2 separate regions of the Mus musculus genome follow, and region 1 is linked to region 2. A link is a contact called in public Micro-C data. All regions are on one chromosome and are shown on one strand. Each heading gives the region's core, a stretch centred on a gene start, on an enhancer-like site or on the middle of the called end of the contact. The rest is flanking DNA. Distances are from core to core; before and after follow the strand shown. Region 1 holds the start of Sox6os (SRY (sex determining region Y)-box 6, opposite strand). Region 2 holds the start of Spon1 (spondin 1, (f-spondin) extracellular matrix protein).

Region 1 (5,253 bases), core at 1,734-4,233, 2.3 Mb before region 2:
CTCTCTCCCGCTTCACTTTACCTTTTTCTTGGTTCCTTCTCCAGCAATCCCAGTCCCTAGCAATGCTCCCTCGGTCCTTTCTTTTCAGCCTGCTTCTCCCTCACCTAGTTCTTGTTCCTTGGCCCCTCTTGCCCGGAATCGCCCTCCTCTTCATGCCCCTGTAGCCGTTGCTTCACTCTCTGCGTCCCGGGCGCGTTCTCTAATTCCAGTCTCTGCTCTAGCCGATCTCTCTGCCCTCCTCTCTCAGAGGCTTGCTCTTGCCTCTGCCTCCTGCTCTCCCCTCCCTTCTTCCCCGGCCCTTCCCCCTCCCTCCCAGCCGCCCCGCCTGGCTTGCTGCCTCCTTCGCCTCTTGTCTCATCTTGCCTGTGTTGTCTGGGAGGGGAGCCCTGCCTCCTCTCCCTCGCTCAGATCAATGCCCTGGCCACTCACTTTCTGATGTTGCACGACGGGAAATGCTTTGAATACTTACGACATGGCCGCTCACACTGATTGCCAAGATTGACAGCACTAACCATCGCCTTCACTTGTTTCAAGGGGGAAAGCCCCCTGTCACCCGGCTCCGCGTGCACCTCCTGGCACCCCGGCAGCAAACTTGTGCGCTCAGCGCTCCCCCCAGGGCCCGGGACAGGACACCCCCGCAGACTTGAGTTAACGGGCGGCGGGCCGGGGCCGCAGCGCTGGGGACCTGCTCCCTTGCTCCCCAGGCTCAGCTAATTGACTTAGCACCGACTCCCCTTTCTTTAATTTTTAAAATTTGTATCTTTCCCTTTTTCTTTAATGTCTTTTACTCCCGCGGCGCAGCGCACAAGGAACCCTCCCGAGAGGTACCATCCTGGAGCCCGCCCAGGTAACCGGGACGGAGCGAGCGAATTAAGAGAGCGAGGGAGGCTGAGTGAGAGAGCAGCAGTCATAGCTACCTGTTGGGGCGCCGTAGGGGGCAGGGGACAGGAGCCCCGCGTTAGGCTGGGCACTGGCCTCAGCGCCTCCCACTCCTGCCCTTCCCGGCACCTCTGGGGTTAGTTTCTCTGTACGGGGACGGCGGCTGGGGTGGGACAGCGGAGGGACGCGAGGCAGTCGAGCGCAGCCTTTGGCAGAGCCGCGGCTGGCCGGGAGGGGACTGGGAGGAGGGTGCTCGCCGGCGGGCAGGCAAGCGGGCGAGTCGAGGTAGAGAAAGGGGCCCGGCGCCGCTCCCTTGCTGTGGACACCCTGTTCCTCAGGATGCCTGCCTCTCTCGGAGAGTTGTGCCTTACTCCGGAGGCGGTGACAGATCTGCGTGGCGGGTTTCTGGTTTTCTTGCCCCCACCCCTTCCCCAAATCACTCCGAGAAAACACATGTTGTAGCCGCAGATAACTGTGCGTAGGACACCGAGGCAAAAGGGCAGGGAGAGACAGCCAAAGCCACCTTTGACAGCAGAAGTGTTATCGCCATCGCAAGTATTCGTCCGGAAATCTGTCTGCCCTCTTGGCCCACCTAATTCCTCCACCTTCGCCTCCCCAAGTAGATAATCTATAGAAGTGGGAATGAGATGAAAAAGAAGTCAGGTGGCTTAGAGAGTGAATTGTTAAGTCTCCGTAAAGTTCGAGGTAGGTATTTCATGGAAGTTCGCACAAGTGTGGGATGGAAGAAGTTGGTGTGCCTACTGTGTTGTGTTAGTGTTTCTCTCTCTCTCTCTCTCTCTCTCTCTCTCTCTCTCTCTCTCTCTCTCTCTCTCTCTCTCTCTCTCTCTCTCCTTCTCCCTCCCCCTCCCCTCTCTCTCCTCTTCCTCCCCTCTCTCCCTTTCCCTCGCTCTTTCTATTCTCCAGCTTAGGGTTCAGATGGGGCTCTTGGATGGCAATGCCCTTTGTACCCACAAGAGGGCAACATCTTGAGGGCTTTGTGAACACTGGATCTTTCATCGCGGCATGCTTGCTTGGGTTTTGAGAAAGTTTTAGCGAAACTTTCAAAGTGATATTTTATGTTATTCATAATATCAAAAAGTAAAGTCATAAAAAAGAAGAAACAAGAGAAAGGTGGAGGAGGAAAGGATGGGGAGAGGGAGAGAGGGGAGAGAGGGGAGAGGGGGAAGAGGGGAGAGGGGAGAGGGGGGAGAGGGGGGAGAGGGAGAGAGAGAGAGAGAGAGAGAGAGAGAGAGAGAGAACAGTTTAGATTGCCAGGGGAGTCTGAGCCACAGAAGGTGGGGGAGGGCTGTTGTAATTGTGGGTTTGGCCGACTGACGACTGGAGTGCCCTCTTCGGCAATCTTAGTTGTAGCCGGAGGTCATGTAAATCGACCTTAAAAGAATGCATAAGCCATAAATTAAACCCTCACCCAACGGCTGATCCATAAGTAGACAAAATCTAACCTGGACAAAACGGGCTTCCTTTAGGGCCGAGTTAACCCCTCTCCCCCAATAGAAACTCAATGCGAAGTTAGTTTTGTTAGAGAATGAATATTTTGTTTTCTTGAAAAGTGTCGATTTGCCGTGTGACTGCGCCGCCGCAGTTCTAAGAGGCGTCAGTGTTAGCCAGGCTGTGGCTCAGGGGCCGGGAGGACCCGCAGGGCTTCTGAACCTCCCCCATTTCGGACTGGGATCGTTGGCTAGTTGTGGGGTTGACGCTGGCCTAGGGCGGGCGGGACTCCAGGATCTTCGTAGCTCTCCGCGCTAGGGGTGAAATTTACCCGGAGGATTAAAGAAAACCCGGGTGGCTAGAAGCCGCGCGCTCCCTCCTCGCCCTCCACCACCGGGGCTTCCCACGACTTTCCCGGGACGCTCGAGTTCCAGTTCCCCTTGCTCCCTCCACTATTGCACTTTACTTTTAATGGTCCTCTCAGCAGTACACAAACCGAACTCCAAGGCAGTTTGCAACCCAACGGTGGTCCTTTTTGCTCAGCACGCTTGCTGCGCAGGCTGGCCCGCTGACGGCGTGGGCGAGGGACAGCCCCGTAAGGCTCGCGCGGGTTCGGCTTCCAGGTCCTCTGCGCTTCAGCCGGCACCCTCGGCTCAGAGCCTGACCCGCAACCTTCGTCCCTCTAGGCTCTCTGCCCGGCCCGCTACTGGCTGCCCGCTGCGGGCCGATGTTCGGAGCACCGGCTGGGCCCTGGGCGGGAGGCGGTGTTGGCGAGGCTCGCCTGCCCCGGGGGAGCTGCTTTCGGCTTTCTCCCTTAAAGGGCAGTACGAAGAAGGACCCGGGTTTGTGCAAAGGCTGCTGGGGCTGAACTGCTGCAAATGCAAAGGAACGGCCGGGCTCTGCGGAGGACAGACTGGCTCCGGGTCCGCGCAGCTTTAAGATAAAAAGAATTGGTGTGTTCGGATAGATAAAAGGTGGTCGTTTCCGGCGTATTATGAGTTTTATTTAAGCTTGTCTGACTCTGACCAAGTTTGAAAATGTTTGTTTGTGTGAATGACCAGTTATCGGCAGCGACTCCAGTTTGTGGTCTAAAATAAGTCATTTACTGGGCTGGCAGGGCTGCTAGTTAGCAAGATGGGCTGTTCTAGGCTGCTTCTGCGAGTTGCCTCCTGTAAGGGCCGCACTTGAAGTTTCAGTCTCAAGATAGTCCGAAACTGTCCCAGCGGCACAATAGATTGGGCTCCGGACCTCCAGTTTCAATGTCTGAGAGGGAGTTCTGGTGACTTCTCGGTCCTGGACGCTGGGCTCCAGGGTGAACTCCAGTGGCTTGGCTTTTGGCCCTCACGGAACCGCCCAGCCAGCAACCCAGTGGAGAGAATGCCCCTTCCCCCCGCCCACCAGGGTCTCCTCTCTTCTGTCCTTTGTAGTCACATGTCCGGGTTTTCCCCCTGGTCCGAGAACAGACACAGCCCCGCCCAGTCTATTTCTAGAAGGTGGGTTCGGTGAATAAAAAGGTCAAGTGGTTACGTTCCCGAGCTGGTCCACAGTGAGGGGGGACAGGACAGACACCTGGCAAGGCCCGCCCCGCCTGTCCCCCCAACCCTGGCGGGCCTGCCTGCCTGCGACTGGCCTCCCTAGGCCACATTCTTGTGTTAGGTTGGAGAGGCGAGAGGCGGTAGGAGAGGGAACCCTGAACCGGCCCAGAGCAGGCGAAGCTGATCCCGAGATGGCATTTTGTTTTGAACAGTTGGTGGGGAGGACGCTTCCTCATAAGGTAAGGTGTCAACTGGACAGTTGGCTGCCCAAATGCCACATGTATAATTAGCCTGCGTACTCAGCACCTCATCCCCAAGGCCCATAGGCACGGGCTTGGCTGACTTGAGTAGCTCAGTTCAGCTCTGGATTACAGGATTCCCAAGGGAAGCCTAACCGGCCAGGAGAGCCTGGAGAGGCCCTGGCTAGGAAGACTGACCATGAAATCTCGCTTTTGATTTTTGCCTTTTCTCCTTCTCCAGTTTTTCGTAGTTTTCAGCTAAGGGGCAAGTGCTGGTTAGGAGAAGGTACCCAACATCAGCGGCAGGTTGCAGACTGGATGGGGAAAGGGGAAACAGAACAAACCTGGCCACATCCTACCCACATGCTGCCCTGGAGAATCTGCTCAAACACTCTGTGTGCACTCATCTATTGGGATCAGCCAGTCTTGGCACTGTGTGACTTGGCTTGGGAAGAGACTTCAGATCTGCTCACTTGTCTCCCTGCTTCCCCCACTCTCAGAGGTCTATCACAATAATTTAGTGTCAGTGCCTGATTGTAGTTTCTGCTCCCGCTTCAGGCCTAGTTGCTTGGGGCTGCTAGTGGACCTGGGAGCTGGGCAGATCTGTTGTTTCCCTTCTCATTCCTGTTCAGCTTGGGGTTCTTAGAGCAGAGCTTTGTCTCCCTGTCTGCTCAGATGGATGCTAGTTTCCTGTTGAGCTTCCCGGGACATCCTAGCCTGAGGCCAGCTTTAAGGCTTGTGGCCCTGTGCAGACCAGACTTGTGCAGCTTCAAACATGACCTTTCCTCTGTCATCCCTCTGCCACCCTGGGCACTCGCTGTGGAATTCAGCACTCAGAATTAGGCACTGACATCAATTTGCCTTCTTCCCTTGCTTCTAGGTCTCTCAGATATAGTACTGGAAAGATTCTCTGTAATTTCAAAACAAATGAGCAAACACTTCCCCGAAACCTTGCACAGGTCTAGTGGGACAGTTAGCTTTCTCAGCAGCAGGGGTTCTGTGATGAGAAGCTGGGGCTTACTAAGTTTCTCTTGCTTCGATGGAAGCCAGTACAGTCTTTTCTTATAGCATGACCAAGGTTAGAGCTGAAGTTTCTGTTCTCTCAGCCTGGGAATTTTTATTGATGCATTTTCCAGAGGGTCTTTGTTGTA
Region 2 (5,220 bases), core at 2,546-5,045:
AGAAAAAGACACTCTCGTCAGCCTGACTTTATTTTCCCAATAAACAGACCTTGCTCAGACAAAAGAGCCTCCTTGATTTTCAATCAATTCGTGAACATTTCAGCTGATTTCCTGCTATTTGGCTTGAAATTGTGATCTGGGAAAGGCTGGCTCTGTAAACTGTCGCCCTAGAAGAGAAGCCCCTGGAGTATCCTCAACTTGTTATTTTTAATCACTGTAATCGCCTTTCAAAGGAGGCTCTGGTCAGAAACAGAGCGGGCCTTTCAGAGCTTTCTAAAGCACAATTATAGCACTGGGGTGGGGGGCAGCTAGAGGAAGAGGGAGGGAGGGTAGGGAGCAGGGGTGGGAGAGAAAAGGAAGTCAGACCCGCACTAGCTAGTTGGAGAAGGCTGAATGACCGCCCCAAACTCACCCAGGCTGTGGGGAAGAAGCGCCATGATTCAATTTGTTAAAATAGGGACCTTTTTATTCAAGTCTAGAATAGCCAAAGGCAATGGGGTGGGGGGCAATGGGGCACAGATGCTATTGGATGACAGACTGAAATAAAGGGCACAGATAGGAGGGAGGAGAAGGAGTCATTGATTCCAAGGACAGTGATGGGTGATGGATGCTGAAATGGGGGGAGGGGATTAAAAAGCAAGAGGAACACCAGGGGATGTTAATGTCTAAAACCTGAGTCAAGGCACTTAGGAGAAGACACTAAATTTACTTTAATGTGATATTGTAAGGAACTATAATCTAATGGGAAATGTCACAAACTAAGCTAGTGCCTTTTCTTTATAACTCTGAAACTGCTGTGTTAATTACAGAACACCTACCCAGAAGATTTTAGCATGCCTCTCCCTAGGTCTTTATTTCAAGATATCCTGGCCATTGGAGGGAGTAAAGACGTTATCCCCACCTACAGCCTGAGCAGGTATCACCATATTTCAAAACTCAAGGGTATAGTCCAGGGCCCCGGTCTGGTCTCAGGTCATCTCTGCTAGGCCTTGGCTTTACCTAAAACTTCTGGAACTTCTCTGGACATGTGATTGTGGAATGTGCCTCCCTCCCAGCGCTGAAGTGTGTGCTCAGCCAAACAGGACTGGTATGAGAGGGGATTCCAGGATGTTCCTGCTTAGCCAAAATCAACACACACACACACACACACACACACAGAGAGAGAGAGAGAGAGAGAGAGAGAGAGAGAGAGAGAGAGAGAGAGAGAGAGAGAGAGAGCGCCCTCTTCTTGGGTTTAAATTAAGAATAGTCATAGACAAGTATGAAGAAATCACCATTCACTCATTCATTAAATAAATTCATGAGGAGCCAGAAAAGGGCAACCATTTGTTCTCTGGTAGTTGGACTGGAGGAATGTTGACAAACTTTTCAACCAGAAGAGAGCACACACTGAATGCAATGAGCGGAGACAAAAAACCCCCATTTTTAAGTCAATAAAGAAAAGTCACTCTACCTAAACTAATGAATATTTGGGAACCTGCTGTCTCTTTGACACACTCACCTTTGTATGAGAACACAGCTTTTTTTTTCCAGGCTAGGAAACAGGCTCAGGCAAATCAAATGGCTTGCACGAAGTCACACAGCTGCTAAACCCAGGCCCTCTCATTCCCAGTCATCCCTTTCCCTCTGCTTTCCCAGTTAACTCAGGACTGTGTGCAGGGGGCCCTGAGGCGTTCTTGCCTTTTGGTCTGACCTGCCCCAGGTTAGGCGAGTATCAGTTTGTCCTGCACTGCCAGGTCTGAGACTCCTTTCACCAAGCTGTGTGCTTCCTCCCTGGCTGGGAGCTTTTTTTTTTTTTTTAATCCAACATCTTTCTTCGGAAAGAAGGATCTTGTGGACTCCTTAAGGAACAAAGCCGATCCTGGTCAAGGGCTGAGGGGCTGAGGGAGTCGGTGCCTGGAGCCTGAGTGCATAGTTTGGAGTGGAGAATTACAACTCCACCAACCCGACCAGGAAAACAGAAGCCACTTTCTGGGAAGTGCAGTCGCTGGGTCTGGTACTGCCCCAAACTTTCTCCCAGTGCTCCCAACCATTTCCTCTCGCAACTCTCTGGGGGAACCAGGAAGGCAGCAGCTGGAAGCCCAGTTCTTCCGCCAAGTTCTCCAGTGATCTGCTCTTCCCCATCAGGCACCAAGCAGACTTAGGGCTCTGGAGGAGACCCTAGGTAAAATATAGTAATTTTCCCCAGGGTCCTGCCTGGGGACAGCCAGCTAATGCTTGTTTAAAAAAAAAAAAAAAAAAAGAAAGAAAGAAAGAAAGAAAGAAAAAGGAAAAGATATCTGGGGAGCCTATAGACCTACTAAGCAGGGAGTGTGAGGATGGAGGAGGAGGTGACTGGAGTCTTCAGGTGGGTGTGGGCCTAGCTGTTGGTCATGCCAGAAATCGCCCACCTGCTTGTACTGCCTTTCCCTGTGCTCTGAGCCCTACTCTCTACTGAGCTGCGTAAAGCTGGGCATCCCCAGGGCGCACAGCGTCTAGGCCGCCAGAATCAGAATCGCGTTCTGGGAATCCTGGGTCTGTTTTCTATCGTCACATTCCACCTTCCATTGAGAGACTACCCGTGTTGGGTTGTTTGTTTGTTTGTTTGTTTGTTTGTTTTTGAGGACCCTATTGCCATTGAAACCTGTCCTGGAAATCCAAGGGTCTCTGTCTTCTCCTGGGACATAAGAGAGTAATTCGGGGATCTTTCTGTGGACCCTTCAGGTTCCTCCTTCCCCTAACCTGAGACTGGTTAGGGACCCATCCAGGAAGTGAGAGTCCTGCTTGATCTAGAAGCTGGTATCTCTCCTTCGAGGATGAAAACCATGGGAAGAGATGCCCTACCTGGGACCCACCTGAGAGTACCCTCTTCCCCAGAGAGCGATAAGGAGAAATGTGTGTGTGTACTTCACTCTCGCCAACAGCTGGAGCGAAGTCGGGCTCCCTCCCAGCCAGGCTGGTGTGATGTGTGGCTCGGCTGTATTCCCCGGCTCGGGAACCCTGCGTTGGAGACCGGGGCTGTCTCTCCTGCCTGTAGCCTCCCCGACGGCCCCCTCCTCCCCCGACACTGTCTTGTTGGGTATAGTATAGAGCTGGCAGCTAAGGGGCTCAGGGCAGCCAGGTCACGGCCCCGGGCTGGGATGCGCAGACGTGGTACACTCGGGGACTGCGCTCCCGGCTCCAGCCTTGCTCGGGTCAGTGCCCTAGGGGTTCCTAGATCTCCGGTCCCCAACGCCATTCCACTCACCTCGGTAGCTGCTTCCTGGCTTATAGAAGTCAGGGTCGCCTTCCACGCGGAGGCTGAACTCCGTGTATCCCTCACGCCGTGTGCCCTGGGCGCGCAAGATGCGGCTGCAGTAGCCCTCCGACTTGGTCACTTTGTCCAGGGTCTCATCTGAGAAAGCTAGCGCTGCGGCCAGGGGCAGCGCGAGGGCCAGCAGCGCCGGACCCCGGCTAAGCCTCAGGGACACGGGAGACAGCCTCATCCTCGAGGGCCCCCCAACTTTATGCGGATGTTGCAGACCCTGTCAGGACACTCCTGCTCCAAGTGACGGGAGCTGCAGAGGCGAAACCTGGAGGAGCCCGGGTGGCGCTGGCGGTGGGGAGACCGTGCCCGCCTCGCTTTGGCGGCTGCGGAGCTGCGCTGCTCTGAGCGGAGCCGAGCAGCGGAGCTGAGGGGCGGGCGGTGGCGAAGGAGCGCGAAGAGGGAGGGCTGATTTGCGCCCGGATCCCCCAGCGCAGTGCTGTTTTGTTTCTGAGCTGGCGATTAGCGGGCGCTCTGGTGTTTGTTTTGTGAAGCTGGATTCCCAGGGTCTGGTGGGAGAGAGCCGGGATACGCAGACACGTGCTGGCTCAATCTACCCTGCCACCAACGAGGCTGCTTCCTCGGTATCCAGTTCCAGCTTGGGTCCTGTGGACCACAGTGCTCTGAGGAGGGAAAGCCTGCCAACTTAACTTTTGTTGCAAACCTACTCAGTGCCAGGCTGCGCTGCTGCAAGGTTTCCCCGCGGCGGCATCAGTCTACCACGTGCACTAGCGCCACACACCGTAATCATTTATTTATAGACAAGCAGATCCCCGCAGGCCACCTTTGCTGTGCTGGCCCGCTGCCTCTTACCAGGCCACCATATAACATATCACGCTAGAGGACCAGCAAGGAGCCCGAGACTTAGGCCCTGAGAGCAGCTGGCACAATGCCTTGGCCATAATTTTGAAGATTTTTTAAAATGTTTTTCTTTTAAAACAAGAGGAAAAGTTACTATTGAAGAAAATATTTTTTGCTACATATTAGTTTATTCAGCAGTGTATCTAAGCAATCATAAACTGTGAGGTTTTAAGAAGGAGGGGGCTTACAAAAATAAGTGTCTATTGCTTAGGAGCCTGGCCATTTTGAAATGTTCAAAGAAGGGCCTGTGTTTTCTTGGCTTAGATATTTAGTTCAGGCTCTTAGCCTCCAGGGACAGGTTTTTGGGAGAGGCCATAAGCCGGAATCTCTCTCAATGTCTCTCTGCCTCAGCCTTGTCATTTATCCATTGTGAGGTTAGGTCAGACATCCTTTCCAAGCGTGTTCCCTGCCCAGGAAGCATGGGGCAGGAGCGGGCGGCAGCTATTGAACCAGAGCTGTGTATGCCGAAATTTGGCAAAATCTCTCATGTGGAATACTTTGCCTCAGGAGACACCCTACTTGAAGATACCTGAATGCCATTGCTGCACACAAGCCTCCCCTGCCCCCAATGCCCTGAAAGGCTGCATTATTCTCCTTTATTCTTCCCAGGGCCTTGAATACTTCTCAAGTGCCTGCATCTAACAAGCAGTTTCGTCCACTTTCCAGACTCGCCTTTCCTCTTCCTCTTAGATTACAAACAGCCCAATAGAGCCATCAATACTGGAAATTCCATTCCTCACCCCATCCACTAACCACTGATCCCTCAGTCCTATGGTGTGACTTGTACTACCACCGTCAACTGGATGCTATCTTTCAGAAGTCACTGAGGAATAAGCCTTGTGGAAGGCCTTGTGTACTTCTCAGCCTTAGGAGAAAGCATGAGAACTGGACCTCAGCCTCTGATCCAACAGACCAGCTCTCTCCTATGTGCATCTTCAGATCTGGACTGTAGAGTGAGCCAGCTGACTCAGGGTTCTAGACTGACTCCATGTTTGGGTTCCCATTCCCCCCAGCAAGCTTTGTTGCATGTACCTGAATCTAGGCTCTATGCCTAGCACTAGAAGACAGGAAAAAAA

The links. Hi-C and Micro-C count contacts between places; a contact is called where the count stands out from the background.
Region 1: a Micro-C map of embryonic stem cells shows a contact between it and region 2, with 7 times the contacts expected there. The contact joins the promoter of Sox6os here to the promoter of Spon1 in region 2. A contact is called at or near these places in 1 of 39 promoter capture datasets (liver) and 2 of 484 Hi-C or Micro-C datasets (both in embryonic stem cells).

The regions. Positions count from the first base shown.
Region 1 is chr7:116,029,709-116,034,961 of GRCm38.p6, reverse strand. Sox6os (SRY (sex determining region Y)-box 6, opposite strand) reads right to left here and starts at 2,983. Exons shown (of 2, transcript NR_152104.1): 1 at 2,795-2,983; 2 at 2,412-2,642. All of the region lies in intron 1 of Sox6 (SRY (sex determining region Y)-box 6), which reads left to right.
Region 2 is chr7:113,764,573-113,769,792 of GRCm38.p6, reverse strand. It overlaps Spon1 (spondin 1, (f-spondin) extracellular matrix protein), which reads right to left and starts at 3,795. Exons shown (of 16, transcript NM_145584.2): 1 at 3,227-3,795. The coding sequence starts at 3,464.